Linked DNA regions of Sus scrofa: all the other regions are linked to region 3. A link is a contact called in public Hi-C data. All regions are on one chromosome and are shown on one strand. Each heading gives the region's core, a stretch centred on a gene start, on an enhancer-like site or on the middle of the called end of the contact. The rest is flanking DNA. Distances are from core to core; before and after follow the strand shown.

The links. Hi-C and Micro-C count contacts between places; a contact is called where the count stands out from the background.
Region 1: a Hi-C map of heart right ventricle shows a contact between it and region 3, with 5 times the contacts expected there. The contact joins two enhancer-like sites. A contact is called at or near these places in 5 of 47 Hi-C or Micro-C datasets (embryonic fibroblasts, epiblast stem cells, fetal heart ventricle and 1 more).
Region 2: a contact with region 3 is called in a Hi-C map of heart right ventricle, with 3 times the contacts expected there. The contact joins two enhancer-like sites. A contact is called at or near these places in 3 of 47 Hi-C or Micro-C datasets (embryonic fibroblasts, fetal heart ventricle and heart right ventricle).

Annotation. Positions count from the first base shown.
Region 1 is chr14:16,144,497-16,147,413 of Sscrofa11.1, forward strand. No RefSeq gene overlaps it. Among named protein-coding and RNA genes, the nearest start is that of CEP44, 250 kb to the left of the region's middle. Within about 2 kb of position 1,470, at least 10 of the 83 cell types and tissues checked have an H3K27ac peak or open chromatin away from gene starts, as enhancers often do.
Region 2 is chr14:16,182,886-16,185,968 of Sscrofa11.1, forward strand. All of the region lies in intron 1 of LOC102163133 (a long non-coding RNA gene), which reads right to left. Among named protein-coding and RNA genes, the nearest start is that of HAND2, 280 kb to the right of the region's middle. Within about 2 kb of position 1,561, at least 3 of the 83 cell types and tissues checked have an H3K27ac peak or open chromatin away from gene starts, as enhancers often do.
Region 3 is chr14:16,317,784-16,321,012 of Sscrofa11.1, forward strand. No RefSeq gene overlaps it. Among named protein-coding and RNA genes, the nearest start is that of HAND2, 140 kb to the right of the region's middle. Within about 2 kb of position 1,563, at least 3 of the 83 cell types and tissues checked have an H3K27ac peak or open chromatin away from gene starts, as enhancers often do.

The DNA.
Region 1 (2,917 bases), core at 220-2,719, 170 kb before region 3:
ACTAGCCATCTTCACGACTCACCAATACCCCCCCCACACACACACACAGAATGAGCTTACTTTCTTTGACTCAGAAAACAACACAAAATGAATCTATTTGAGTTGACATACAGGAAATATATTTTTCTCAACTGAAGTATGAATTTCAAAGCTATGTAATATGCTGTTCAATAGAGTAAAGCTCATCCTTATCATTAAAAAGTCTGTTAAAAGAATGTTTAAAAGAATGATACAGAAAACAGCTCCTATTGATATGATAACCTCCTGTGAAGTGTGCAAAGCACACATTTTTTGGAAAGGAGATTTTTTTAAATGATTAGCATTATCCATTATTAATAACTATGGTGAAACTCGGGAGTGTGAGAGACCCTGGCTATTGCCTCCAGTCAAATATTTGCATATAAGCCAGGTCATGCTGGGTGCAGACAAAATGAAAAGAATAATCAGCCTTTCCCAAAACACAGCTCCCTGTCACAGGAAAGCATCATCTCCCATCACTGTCTGATCTTATTTGAGAACACCAGGCATTGCAGATTACCGGAGAGATAGCCGATTTTTTTTTTTTTCCCATAAGTCTCATTGCCAGAATTTCAAACCCAAATTGGATTATTAGAACATCACAGTATAATCCTGGTGCTGATATTTTGAAAGGAAAAACAATAGAAATAGAAAAAGGAACCACAGGGGATACTCTTAATTCTCCTCATGTACATTAAATATCTATTTGCTTAGATTCCCGCTTTGAAATAGGGAAGAATGTCAGAGTCGAGTCGTAGCCCTGAAGATCAGCTCTAAGAATTGAAGAACGTTTTTCCTTTTGCTCACTGGGGCTGTGGGAAAACACATTCGATAAGGTCTAAACGCAGGGGAAGTTGTTAACGAAGCAGTACTTTGTCGCTGGCTTCAGAGTTTTGACCCAAGATTTGTTATAACCCTGTCCCATTCCAGCAAAAACAGCTACTGGCCACCGGATATTCGGCGATGTATTGTAAAAACCGGCTATGTGCCCATATCTGGAGATACGCAACAATGTCAACAAAATCAGCACATATATGAAGGACTGACTTAGTCTGAATATTTGGTGAATTTATTATAGCCCCTAGTAGCAGAGGAAGCTCCCCAAATTCTGTCTGAGATTGAAAAGTCTTCCCAGGTTCAGCAAAGGGTGGTGTGGGATTTCCTTTTTGGTTTCATTTTAATGACCTTTTTGTGCCTTAAAAATCCTAAAACAGGAAACTTTTCTGGGAAGGAAAGCATTTGACCGGGAGAATTTGTCTTTGGCTGTCACAATCTTCAGCTACCATTCAGCTAAATGTTGTTTGGAATAATATGGCCTTAATGCCCCTATCTCCTGTTGAATTGCTCAGACGGGTGGGAGATTAGAGTGGGGAGAGGTGCCGGTATTATCTGTGGGAGCCCTCTGGGGGTCACGCTACACTAACAAGGCCGCCCCAGTCAGGGTGACAGAACCCAGCTGCTGCCTGGCTCCGCCTCCACCGTCACAAGGTTCCACTTACTGGGGGCCTGTGTCTCCAGAGACTGTGTATTCTAACCCATTTTTTTTCCTCCACCTCTAAAAAAGTGGCTAGCTCATCATTTTTGTCCTCATGTTTTAGGAAAGACCTACATGTGAAACCACTTACCTGTTTAACCCTCTGAACCTAAAGAAAATGTGTCACGCCACTTAAAATACCTCCACTCCAGGGCTGCCCTCACTGACGACACGTAGGAGTGCCCTAATGAGCCGTTGATCAGGAAGATAAATACTGGATTTTTTAATATCCATCCATGAGCAGCCACGAGAGTTTAGGTGACTGTATTTCACGAATTGCTTCATCTCTATTTATCCCGAGGGAAGTCATATGGTACATACAGAGCACTGCCCATCTGTACTTTCATCTTCAAAAGGCGCCTTGGTACCTTTTTTTTTTTTTTTTTTCTTTTTTTAGGAAAAGTAATTTCTTTCTTCCACTGAGGGCTCTTTATTCATGGTAATCGCTTTTTTCTTTTTCTTTTAAAGATGGTGAGAAACTTCCCAGGTTTGTTTGGCTCACGGCTGCTTCTGAAAGGCCAGCACACGGCAGGCAAAGCTCTCGGTTTTCACCTCAGTTTCTGGGGAGGAATGTCAGTCAGTCTTGGGTCAACGCAACTTAGAAACGGTGATAATGATTCAGCCAGTAGAGGGAGCTAGGGCTTCCTCACAGCTTAAAGGGCACAGCCCAAGGACGCAGCAATTTTGGGGGGATGAAGTTGATTCTTAATGCTACCCCGAGAGTAAAGGTTTGTACATTATTTTTCCTATAAAAGTGAGGAAGGAAACAAAACCATCCCTACCTTTTGAGGAGAATAACAAGTTAGGAGAAGTTTATTAGCATTATAGCTTATCGCTTTGGAAGAGTGAATCATTTTGGAAAGACAAATCGTGTTTATAATTATACTCATTAGACTACTATAATTAAAACTATTATTATAACAAACTTACATTCATACAAGGCTAAAAGAAGGAGGGAGCATTCAATGAGATTTGAATACTTGTTTCATGTTTGGTATTTAAATGGTTTTGCCAAGTTAACTCATGAAACAGATTTCTCCTCTTCGGTGCGTGCACTTGCACTGGGGAAAAAGGCAATGAAAGCATTTTTGGTGTCCTATTTTTTTCATTTATCAGCATTTGTAATTATGGTTAAGTGCTTCCAAAACAGGGCCTCGATCTATGAAAGGTCCTGCATTTATATAGTGCTTTTAACTTTTTGAAGTATTTTTATATGTGCTATCTCATTTTAAAGTAGATTTGACACAGCCCCAATCTATTAAGGAAGTGACCCTTTAAACCCAAGAACACTCTGGACATTTTTTAGCTGTACTTATCTTAGCTACCATTATAAAACTTAATGAAAGTCACGGTGATACTAAAACT
Region 2 (3,083 bases), core at 311-2,810, 130 kb before region 3:
GTCACCCAAAAGTTGAAATACAAGTAAAATTCAGTCTGAGGAAGAAAGGAGAATTTTTCTAGACTAAGGAAAACAAATAGTTATTGGTCACTTACTAAGGGTGTTCTAGGAATAGTTATAGGTGTTGGGGGAAACAGCAGTGATCAACATGGTTCATTTTAAAAATCCTTGATCTCCTAGAGAAGGTAAAATTAATAAAGGGTCAAAGCATGGACTATGGAGGGGACCTCAGGTAACCAGATAGGGAAACAGTAGTTTTCAGGCTAAGAAGTTTGGAGTTTATCCTGGAGGAAGAAAGGGGCAGAGGTGTCACTGAAGGATATTCCTCAGGGACAATATGTCAAGGGTTTCTCTGAGTCCATGTCAAGTACCGAAGAGATTAAACAATTGAGAATACAGGAGAGAGACTACCATTGTAGAAGACAGTTTCCAATGGCTTCCCACCCCCACTTCTCTTTCTATGATGTTTGGAAAGAAAACACCACTGGTAGAGAAGATATTAGAGCATAAGCACATATGCGTGTGTGTCTGTGTATCTATATATATATATATAGAGAGAGAGATACACATATATTTGTGTGTCTATGTTATGTATGTGTGTGTGTAAAAAGCTTGGGAGGGTTCACATTGTTTATAATTCATTGCTATCCCCTTCTCCATGGGAAAATTTCACTCTGAAACACCCACATTCTTCCATTGTAAAATAAAAGCTTAAAAATAATACCCATCCATCCTTGTAAAACGACAAGCCAATTTAAACTTGGGGGAAAACAACTGGAAATAGGTTGGGGAAGGGTAAGGAGGGCTTTCATTTACTGACTGTGTTAGTCACTAGATAAGGACCCTCTAGCGCTTTTATGTAGGCTAATCTCCCATTGACCCCCATAGCCATCCTGCAGCATCCATCACAAAGGAACAGGAGATTTTTGCTTCCTAATTGTATCCACTGACACGTTTTCTCCTTGAAGATCGATTATCTTCTTTGAGTTAATTTTCATTCTCTGAAGCCAACCTATATTTTATTCAGGATCTGAACTCGCAGTATCAGTAGAAATTTTTCTTTTTAGGTAAATTGGAACAGAAAGGTACATGCAATCTTCTTATTAACACTTTTTTTTTTTTTTTTTAAACCTCAGGCATAATGGAGACTGGTTTTGTGCTTCCAAGAGTGCCTTAGTTACACGTAGGTGATCTAGGCAGTTAAGAATTAGTCCTGCAAAAGAGCCCCACCCTCACCCCCCAGGCTAGTTTATAGCTTCAAAGTTTAGGGAGGCAGATAGGGGTGTTTAAATGCAGCAACGCTAAGCTTCTCCAAAGAGGTGAAACAAAATTCTTTTTAAAAGCCGCCCAAGACTCTGCCTCATTTAAGAAATCTGTGGCATCTGAGGTGATAACAGAACCCAGTCAGTTCAGGCTGGTTGCCCGACTTGACTGAAAACTTAGTGACAGATAAAACATAAATCAGAGCCCTTATCATCCTGCTTCCTTGCTTGCCAAATGGGGGTGAGTTTATCATGGACCTGTCGGCCTGCTGATGGCTTTTCCCCTCAGTGCTGGGCAGCGGGCAGCGCGGCTGGAAGCTGGCTGGCGGTTCTAAAACGTGTTCATGTAAACAAGCAGGGTCAGACTCCCCTGAATTGCCAGCCAGGGAAGTGCCATCCATCTCACTAAACTGTACATTGATAGGGCTGTATCGTCGATATCTTGAAAAGAAAACAAATAAAAGGAAAAAAACCAAGTTCCCTGCTTTAGGCTGGGACCTCTCATGCTGATAAAAGTACTAAGACCTAAATTGCCTGGCCCAAGTGACACTGCCCATTCAAAGGAAGGTGGGGGTGGGACAGGGAAGTTTCTTTTTCTTTCTTTCTTTCTTTCTTTCTTTTTAGGATATTTAGAAATATCATTGGCATCCTCCAAGAAAGCATGCGATACTCACTTAATTTTCACTGGGTATAATATATTCCAGTTTAAGTATGTTTTCCTAATATTTAAAGCGACAACTCCATGAACCTGTTGGAAAGTTGCTAACATTTATGTTATTTTTTCATCTTTTCATATGGTTTGTTTATGGGAGCGACATGATTTTCCAGCCATAGATGTAAACCTCACAACTCAAGCCAGTGTTGTCACTCTGGCAAAGAAATGTATCAATATCTGTAAAGAGTTAATTCATCTGCTATACAGACAGGGGTACCCCCCTCCCCACCCCCCAAAAAATCATCACCATCACCAAAAAGTAACAACAGCTTGACTGACTCACTCTGGGACCCTCTTCCGTGAGGACATATATCTCTCAGGTGGAAGAATGGAAACACATGTTTTTCTGACATAGCTAGGGCAACTCTACTTCAAAGAAAAACATGCTACCTTTATAAAAGGCCAAAGACTTATGTATTGGCACTGAAGTGAAAGGGACTGCCCTGCCAAAGGTAGTATAAATATCTGGAAATTAACTCATGTCGGCATTGTTTACAATGTTTGAAGGTGAAGTTGATAATTTAGGAAGAAGAAACAATAGGTTCTTTACAGGAAAACCAAATTAAAATCACCTTTCCTCTACAACAGAGTGAGAGTAAGCCCAAAGACATTCTGAGAAGTGATGAACTCTACTATTAATCTCTCAATGTGGCAGAAACTTGAGATGCATATGGACATGCAATTATTTTGGCCACACCCAGATATGGTACCATGTGTTGTATAAATAGTACTTCCTCACTCAAGATTGGCTCATAGCCACTGAAAACTCAGATGTTTCCATTTAAAAATGGATGCATGGATATAAACATTGGGAAAATAAATCTGTGGTCCACCAAAGATATCCTAACACGAGCTGACTAAACTCTGTAAGAATGGAGGTCAGAAATATTTGTCTAAAATAAAAAACCCAGAGTCTTCTGGTCAAGAAATTATTTCGGATGTAGATTTGAGGTAATGCATCACAAGTTATAAACCAGGCTTTTAACTTGATCAGGGACTTCTATTTCAGTAGAACGCCTTTTTTTAAGAGCTTTGTGATTTCATTTGATTTTCTCATATTAATATATGTAGTGACCATTCTTTTGCCTACTTGTTTTAAGCCTTAC
Region 3 (3,229 bases), core at 313-2,812:
GGGAGGATTCAGAGATACTGAAGAAATGTCACTGTCATGGCTGATTGAGTGAAGATCATGAACAGGAAGGAGAGACCTGGGCAACTAGACAGATGGTAGAGCATTAACACGGATGAGGAATGCAGGAAGATGTGGTGCTTTGGTCAGAAGAATGATAAGTCTGTGGTGTTTTAGATACAGATACTTTGTGGAACTCCCACTTATAGACATTCTTTTTCTAGAGGTTGGGAGAGATGTAAGGGACATAAATACAAATTTTGAAGCAATCGGCATAGAGATGGTAATTGAACCTATGAGCAGATAAAATTTCAAAAAGAGTGGACATAACAGGAAAAGAAGACAAAGGCTCAAGGCCACCTCACTCACCCCCAGAGAGTTGGGGGGAAGTTTCAAAAGTATAATGTATAGGGAAATACTCCTTATGTTACTTACTATTTTCCTCATAAAGTCCTTTACATGGTTTACATGGTTTAAATCAACATGGCTTACAGAAAACATAGTTTATGACTCACATTCATATATGTGCCTGTAAATATCAAATAAAGACTATGTAAAATATCCCATCCTACCTCTGCCTCTTCTGGGAATAAGGCTGAAAAATTCTATAGTGTCCCATTTGACTGTTCCTGAATTTGTTTTCACTTGTAAATGCAAATAATAATATTTTTTATTTCCCAGTGTTTTTAAACCCCATTGGGAAAAAAATGCCACTTTTACTTTATAAATAATATATAATAGTAGTAACTTTAAAGACTTGGATCTCATTTACCAAACACTATTCCACCATTCCTAAATATTTTTATAATCATACGGCCTCTCCATTCAGTTTCCTTTCACCAATTCAAATGAAAGTCTGAAGTGCCACAAAAATGCATTTTATTTACAGAACTGGTTTATCACTTGAGAAATATCACCACAGTCTTCATGCTCAACCTTTATACCCTGTAAAATGTGTAGTATATCAGAAGCCAAAGCGGGATATTGGGGAATAAACAAATTAGATGCCTGAAAGTTTAGTACAAAGGCTACAACATAACAATAGGTGGTGCTGCTGGGATGGATACAGAACATGTACATTTTATTCAACACATGTCATGGAAATTCTTTCTGAACGAAATGACTATGTTTATTCAATTAAAGGTTGTCTTGGAGCAAAAATAAAATCTGATCAGGAGGAGAATTTGAGAAAGACAAAAGCTTCCATCAACTTCGTGTACTGAACAGAAAGGTATTTCCACCAGTGGGAGCTAGTTTTTGTAAGCAGACTTTCATGTACAGCCGGCAAATTCTGTGTTCATTCCTCAAGGCCAGGGACAGGCTGAGTCTTCTGTGCTTCTGTCTATCAGATGAAACCAATAACTGCCAGGTTCCGAATTTAGATAGGTACAAAAGATACTCGTCAATGTTCCTTAATGAAACTGTTATTATGATTTCTCTCTTTCTAATATGAATTTCAAGTGGAAGAAGGTTGACATCTAGATTTCTTCCTTGCCTGAGCATATGCGGTAGCTCAAGCACTTTGATCTCGAGCAGTGTCAACCTGCTCTTGGCTGTAACCAAATGATTTGAAGTTTCACAATAAATTAGGGTTAGAAGAAGAAAACTTTCAAAGGATGAGAATGGACCTGCATATCCAATTTTCCTAAGCCATTTCTAACCTTGCAATCAAAATGATATATTTTTCCTCTTCTTATATGTCTTTTTTAATTTATTTTTTATTAGGGTATAGTTGATTCACAGCATTGAGACAATTTCTGCTGTATAAATATACCCAGTCATACTATATATGTCTTTAAAAATATGTGACCATCATGATAGAAATGTAACATTCACACCCTCTTTGTGGTCAAATCCCACCTGTGGGCTAGGGGTCCCCACTAGGTACTACCTGGCACATTATACGTCCTTAGCATGACAGTCCGAGTCCAGAGTGACAGGTGTAAATAACTATTTAATTCTCTGGCTTCTCTTTGAGAGTCTGGTCCCTAGTTCTAATCACAGTGCTTACCACATAGCAGGCACTTGGTAAACATTTGCTAACTGAAAGCATGAACTCCCAGTACTTGGGGGGGGGGGGGTGTTTCTCCAAAGAACCTGCATGTTAATTCTTGATTCCAACCACCATTCATTTGAAAGCTGACTTGTTCAATGTAACAGCAGTTTGCCTTCCATACGTTTTGTTCCAAATCAAGTTAAATTTTCTCCCAGTGGATTATTAGAGACAGCAAACTCTGAACTCATGACTCATGCTTTTGTACCCTGCATGGAAAAAAATGAAACTGAAAAGAGGAAATCCAGAAGCTGCCAGCTTTGGAAACTACAAGCATAATGGGAATTATCTGCCCAGCCTACTATGGAATTACACCAACCTTAATTATAACACAGAGAAGCTCCCTTACGGATGGATTATTTTAAGGTAGTAACTAACCAATAAATTCTATTCTATGCTTTGAAGGCTTTTTTCATATAAATGTAGCATCTTGTGTTTGGCATAAGGTAAATGCACATCTGGTTTTCCCTATTCACCTCAAAGTATAATGTTTGGACACTTTTCTCTGTGAGTTTCATGAAAACGGCATACGTGGCACAGATATATTTTATGGATGTGAGATATGTTATGAAGTTTCTGGTAAAGGCAATCTCTCTATGGGTCTCTTTTTTAGCAAATCCGTTTATGTGAAATAATTGGGATAGATTAGTCAAAAATGCTTTCATCTTGGTTTCTTGCCTACATTGCATTTTAAAATAATTAAAACTCCAGATTGTTTCTGTTTTTCACCTAAGTTTACTGGCACCCAGCAAAGAAGCCTCCACTTTGATTTTAATCATGGCCAGACGATGGAAGGCCTCTGTCTCAGAAGCAGCAAGAGCAGCAAGTAGAAACCCTGCTGGGTAATTTCAAAGCAATGCACTTCCTGCTGGTAGCCCTACTGTATGGTTTCTGTTCTGCCAAGGGCACCAATAGAAGGCAACTGCCAATTTGCACCTCACACATAAACGCACATTATGCCAATAGGCTTCGAAGGAAACCACAAGCTACCCGGCTCAGCCGTCAGAGGTCTGTTAACAGACTTTTAACTATGATCTATTGTGCGCCAGGGCCTGAAAGACGCACGCGGGGTCCGCTTTATGGAGACCGCGCTTGCCTGACACCGTTTTTCTTGAGATAATTATGTGTTTATTTTGGCTTTTAACAACTTTAATCACATTATTTAGCATGTTGCTGTTT